2 separate regions of the Hordeum vulgare genome follow, and region 2 is linked to region 1. The links are chromatin contacts, called in public Hi-C maps. All regions are on one chromosome and are shown on one strand. The core of a region is the stretch at or near the end of the contact, and the rest is flanking DNA. Distances in the headings are between cores, read along the strand shown.

Region 1 (3,437 bases), core at 53-2,552:
TCAATTAGGCAACACGTGAAGATGCAGACAGAAGCATCCACCACTATGCCCCGTACCTTGTAATCCCGGCTGCATCCAACCAACTGGAAAATCGAGCAAACAAAATCAAAACACAAAGGAAGGAAGGAAGTAGGAGGGAGCAAATAGAATGTACCAGTCCGTTAGGAGACGGTCGCATCAGTCGAACAAAATCAAACCCCAACAGGACAGGTCAAATAGCAAGTTAGCGATGGCACCGACATAGTCCACCCCACCGCAACGGCCGTACATAGGAAGCGGCGCCAGCACCGTCCACACCATCAAAACAACCATATAGAAGGAGCCGCGAGAACCTACGACCAGGACGGCCAGCGACGACAAACCCTAATGGGAGACGGTCGGTGCGGTCGGTGGAGAAGCGACGTGATTTGCGGGTGCGCATCCTTGGGCCGTGGCCGAGCAGATGCAAAGAAGGGGCATGAGGATAGGAGATGGCAGATGGGGGCGGAACGACGACGACATGGAAGTGGTGGCGGCGGCCCCTTTCTATTGTGCCATCCCCCTCTCCCGATCTCTTGTGTGTAGCCGAAAGAAGAAAGCGGTGGCCTCGTAGGTCAATAAAGTTGATGCTGTAAAAAAAACAGAACACGTGCCGTGCTCTCGTTATAGGAGTAAGGCAAAGACGTGTGAAGCCCGTGAGAGGCCATGCTCAATACTTGGAATGAACAACATGAGAGCTTGCTTAGTAACTATAATATATTGTATTATTAGGTGTGAGCTTACGAAAAATCCCGAGGAATTAGGACGGAAAAGACATCCCAACCCTTTACTTTGTCTATTTCCTTTGATTTGAAAATTCTGTAGACCGAATGAGCCACGAAATGGTGTTTGTTTTTCACGAAGTTGGAACAGAAAAAAAAACAGGACTAAAGTTGAGGTCCGGAGCAACTGGCAGTCCGCCCGAGAACCCAGAAGAAGACGCATGGTGAGCTGGCGCGGCGGTCTCGCAGATCCCGCCCCTCCTACTATGGGCCCACCATGCCAGGTTTTTCCCGCACCGGGACCCGCCCACCCCTCGGAGCCCTCGCCGGGCAGGTTCCACCCAACAACCCCTCCACTCCACCGCATCGCGCGACATCCCACGGCCGTCCGCCCGGCGCACCGTGCACCGGCTCCACCCGGCAGCCGGCCAATGCCAGGTCAATCGCCCGGGCCCGCCTGTCACTCTAGCAGACGCTCCCCCCCGCCGGTGCCAGGTCAGCCCGGCATCGGGCCGCCGCTCCTTAAAACCCTTCGCCCACCAACCCACTCTCTCTCATCTCACCAGACCGCACCACCCCCTCCTCGTGCCCTCCGCCGCCGCCGCAGCAGCCTCCGCCTCGGCCTCGAGGCCTCCGCCGCTCCCCCCCGCGCGGCCAGGGCCCCAGAAGCTTCTGGAACACCCCGCCCCCCGCCGCAATGCAGAGCGCGGCGGCCATCGGGCTCATCCGGCCATGCGCCGCGCGGCCCATCCTCAAGAGCCCCAGCCCCGGGGCCGCCCGCCTCCCGGCCTCCCGCGTGGCCCTCCGGCTCTCCGCCGCGGCGCCCCGCGCGCGCCTCGTGGCCGCGGCGGGGCTCGGCCGCATCGGGCTCGTGCCGGCGTCGCCCGAGCAGGAGAAGAGGAGCGGCGGCCTCGTGGCCGCCGCGGCCGCCGGGAAGGCGGCGCCGGGCGAGGAGGCCGGGGAGGAAAGCGGAGCGGCGCTCGCCAAGACGCTCCAGCTCGGCGTCTTCTTCGGGCTCTGGTACCTCTTCAACATCTACTTCAACATCTACAACAAACAGGTGAGCTGCCACGCCTTTTGTTTGCACCAACAGGTTGCTTTCCTGTCGAGTGCAAGGCTATATCTTCTAGTCCTCCGTAGTTTACCGAGCGCGCCTTAGTTCGATCTCATCAATTGGCCTGGAAATCGGCTACTTTGGGTGCAAATCCACGTGTTTTTTCGGTTGTTTTGGCGCGTTCGTAGTCTCGTACAGACAGATCTCTGCAACTACTCCGCATCTCTCCAATTCGGATCATCGCGAGTGGCATTGCATGTAAATTCCTCTGCCAGATCTTTATTTCCGTTACTGTTTTTTCCGGTGGCTGCTCATGCAGTTCCTTGTACTCGTCTGACCGAGTGGTCTTTTGATGAATCATCCTTAGATTCAGTGAAATCTAACTGAACTAAGCATGTTGAAAATACCATTTTGCTTCATATTTTGTGATTTGTTTTCGTGAAGATTCAGTGAAATCTAACTGAACTAAGCATGTCGAAAATACCATTTTGCTTCATATTTTGTGATTTGTTTTCGTGAAGATTCAGTGAAATCTAACTGAACTAAGCATGTCGAAAATACCATTTTGCTTCATATTTTGTGATTTGTTTTCGTGAACATCATTGATTACATAAACCTACAACAGACCACCGAATAACGTATTAAACTTGAATTGCCTTTTCTGATCAACATTTACTGCAAGTGCATAAATTTGTAAGGCCGCACACCAGAACCCAGGATCGGTAGAAGCAAATAATTCCTATCATATCAGGGTCCTTCCTGTCTGTTTGTGTGAAGAGAAAGCTGACCTTTATAGTTCATAACCCAGGATCAGTAGAAGTAGATAATTCATATCAAATCTGGGTGCTTCCTGTCTGGAGAAAGCTAACCTATATGGTTCATCCGTATGGCAAAGTGATCTTCGCTGTAGCTTTTTGAAGAATGTCTTTAGATTCAGAAATGTCTAAGTTCACGATTTTTAGCTGGGTTGTTGAAATACTTTCCCATTTTGCCTCATACTTTGTAACTTCTTGTCAACATTATTTGTTTTTATTTATTCCAAAAACTTAGTTTAGACAATTGAAGATATTGAACCTGTAGCACTTTCCTGAGCTATTAGCTTAAGTGTATAAAATTTGTAGGGCGACATGTCAGAGCCTAGGCTTATTGTAGTAATAATTCCAATCAAGTAAGAGTTCTTCCTGTCTGCTGCATGTGAGAATAAGCATTTGCTGTCAACTTCACTCAGGTTTTTTCATAATGCACTGTACCGATGTGATGTGCACTATGGCTTTAATCCTACGGACATATATGTTCATTTCTTTGTCCAATATTTGCCTCTGTGATTACAGATTTGAATGGTTACCATGCCCTTCTGTTTTCTGGTGAGCGTGAAAACAGAGAATTCTGTGGCAAATGTTTTGTTAATGATTAAGCTACAGAGAGAGTTGATGCAGACGTTCTCGCCTTAGGAATGATTTTCCTAAGAATTTTCTATACAATTGCATCATTTACCTGTGGATAATGCAACTTTCTCTGCTCTTCATTTATTTGACAGGTCCTCAAGGTTTTTCCTTATCCCATTAACATCACAACTGTTCAGTTTGCTGTTGGAACTACGATTTCCTTGTTTATGTGGGCCACGGGTATCCTTAAAAGACCAA
Region 2 (3,139 bases), core at 586-3,085, 740 kb before region 1:
CGATTTGACCGAACTAACAATTTTTTAAATTAATCAACAACAACCAGTCTATAAAAACATATCAATCACGTCTATGCAGTCATCGAGGTAGAAATATTCCCACATATATCAGGTTGGTTAATATATAATATCGAATCACACCACAAAATGTCCATCAAATTACCGAATTACAAATAAAAATAAAACATACTATGTCATCTCCCCTACACATCAAATGAAATATTTCATTAGTGTTAAAATATAAGGGGTGTTAGTTTTTTGGAAAGTCAAATTCTTCAACTTTGACCAAGTTAAGAGCAAAAACATCGACATCCTTAATATTAAATAAAAATATGATATTTCATTTAGCGATGAACCTAATCACAATAATTTGGTATTATCGATTTTGATATATTTACCTACAAATTTAATAGGTTTGATATTTAAAAAAATATTACATATTATATTTTAAAACAGAGTGATCAGGTTTTTTTTATCTAATGGCGTAGCAAAGCGCGTCCAGTCCTTCTAGTATATATTAAAATCCATACGTATATTATTTTCACACAAACCCGAGATTGCTCTCTGAAGAAGAGACACGATATTTTAGGAAAAAAACAAATGGTGTTTCCTACAATGCTATTGCCTTTGAAGAAATTTCTCTTTTGCCCCAAAAGAATAAGAAAAAAAACACTTGTCTATGAACTTCCTTTCATGTAATCCTATGAACCAAATGGTAAAGGTAGATTGTTGTTTCTCCTTCTTCTTATTCAAGTTACAATCCTTTATTTTTCCACCAAAATTCAATTCTTTGTTCCTGATGAGGTGCGAAAGGCCACCTCTATTCCCAAGGTTGTGAGTGAATCACCAGGAAGCATGAGGCAGGGCAGGCATGAGAATGGCATTGCAAAAAAAAAATCAAAATATATTTAGATATTTCAAAAAATGTCAAACTTTTTTCGACAAACACATATGCATATCCTTGAAGTATGTATAAAATTTCATTATCTAATTTAATTATCTGCATACTACACAAAAAAGACAAATATATAGCCCAGATACAACAAAGGAAAAGCCCATTTTAACATGTGTATTTGTCTTTTTTGTGTACATCACATGAATATATATGTTCATGAAATTGGGTACATGTATACCATAAATATATGTCTACACGTGTACTTGTTTCAGATTTTTTTTGAGGTGCTAAAAAAGTATTTCGGCTGAAAAAAATGTAACGAGCTCACACTGGGGCTCGGCCTCTGCAGCAGGCACTTTTCGGGCAGGCATGCGTTACAAACTGTCCTTTCCGTGCCCGAGGAAAAAGGCACACGCAGAGGTAGGTGGGACCACGGTGAGCAGCAGCTCAGCAAGCAAGGACGGTTTGCATAAAGGCGTCCAGATTATTCAGAATTGAAACCCACTCACCCACCCACCCACCCCTAACGTACCGTATATTTTCCGTAAGGCCCCTCAAGATCAATCCTAGTTACTACAGTAGTTGAAGAAGAGTTTGAGAGCTAAAGCGTTCCATCTGGAGTGGCCTTGCCAAATCCATCCGCGTTCTCAGCATTTACCGAATACGGAATACTTCCTTCGTCCCAAATGTTTTATCTTAAGTTTGTTTAAAAATAAATGTATCTAAATAATAGAATATGACTAGGTACGTTTATATTTAGATGATGGGAGTACAATTTGTGACCGCTCCTTTACTTTTTAATGAGGGATTAGAAATCTAAATGGGGAAATGGCAGGGGCTATACTGCAATTGTCAGCTCTGCTCACTCACCTCACTAGGAGATAGACTGATTTTTTTTTCTTAAAAAGAAAACTAGGAGATGGACTGATGGAGAGAGGGAGAGTGTGATGAGTCCATGACGGCATGACCTTTGGTCCATGGGAAGGGAGTACAAGAAGCACAAGGCAGCGAAAGCAGGGGCGTTTACACCACCACCTAGGCTAGGCTAGGCTAGGACACCAAGAAACAGGGGAGGGGAGGGGAGGGCCTATGGCGCTGTAGCTAGCTCAGGGGGGCAGCGAGCAATGGCGGGGGGATGCGGCGGCGAAGGCACGCTGGCGAGGTGGCGGAGGGCGGCGGCCAAGCGGATCGGCCTCTCCTGCGCCTCCTTCTTCTCCTCCCACGCCGCCTCTCCCTCCCCGCCGCCTCCCAAGACCGTAATACTCTCCCTCTCCCTCTCTACATTTCATCAGAGAAGCTCCGTTTCTTCGCTTCCAACCTTTTTAGATAGATAAGTTTTGGTTTCTAGCCATCTCATCGGTTTGTGAGTCATGACCTGCTGCTTTTGGTTTCTTCTCTGATTCTCTCTCTCTCACACACGTCAGTAAGTAAGCAGGCGGTTCCATGTTCCTTTCTTGATCTTGGGTTCTGAAAACGATTTCTGGTGTTCTGCACTTGTTTCTCAAATCTCAACGGGAGGAGAGGAATTTTGCAAATGCCCCTCCTCTCCTAGCTTCTTTCGGTCATCTTCTCTCCTAGAAAATTTTCTGACGGAGCTCGGTAGATACCCAAGTTTAAACCGAGTTGAATCAACAGGAGCACGGCTGTCGCATCTTCTTCTCCTTCCTATTCCAACAGTAGCGCGTGCCCAACCATGTGTTCTAGGTACTGTCCACTCATTTATGGAAATGATTGTTCTAGCCCTCTCCCATTCCATCTTTGTACCACCAGCACCTTGGGAATTTTTTTGCTGTGGTCCATTTACAGCCCCCCACCAAAAATAGATCTAGGCGCCCCACTGAAATTTTGTATCTACGAAAAAGTTGTGTCTCAATTTATTCTGCATCCAATGGCCATTTCGTTTCAGTTCTCTGACTGCAATCTTTGGTCCGTTGATGGTTGCTGCAGCCCGCACTGCACGGGACACACGGACCATATTTTGTCTTCGCTGATTTTTAATTCATTTTGCCCATCCATGTTTCTCTCCTCTTCCAACATGTTCTTTTTCTCAGTGTGTGTGTGTGTGTGTGTGTGTGTGTGTGTGTGTTTGTGCGTGTTTTCTTGGAACTGAGCAATTGTCTCTAGCTATTATCCACTTTCTGGTGTATCTCTACACCAGGCTCAAAATAAAAAAAATGTTTCTCCAGTAACTTGACTGTTAGCAGGATGCTAATGTTTCAGCATTGTACTTGTTTAGATAAGATG

Evidence for each region. Hi-C and Micro-C count contacts between places; a contact is called where the count stands out from the background.
Region 2: a contact with region 1 is called in a Hi-C map of leaf, with 4 times the contacts expected there. The contact joins the promoter of LOC123398370 here to the promoter of LOC123451864 in region 1. A contact is called at or near these places in 3 of 6 Hi-C or Micro-C datasets (leaf and seedling).

What each region holds. Positions count from the first base shown.
Region 1 is chr5H:380,196,429-380,199,865 of MorexV3_pseudomolecules_assembly, reverse strand. It overlaps LOC123451864 (phosphoenolpyruvate/phosphate translocator 1, chloroplastic-like), which reads left to right and starts at 1,302. Exons shown (of 9, transcript XM_045128408.1): 1 at 1,302-1,800; 2 at 3,332-3,437. The coding sequence starts at 1,438.
Region 2 is chr5H:380,941,545-380,944,683 of MorexV3_pseudomolecules_assembly, reverse strand. LOC123398370 (probable E3 ubiquitin-protein ligase WAVH2) reads left to right here and starts at 1,835. Exons shown (of 3, transcript XM_045092846.1): 1 at 1,835-2,151. The coding sequence starts at 2,020.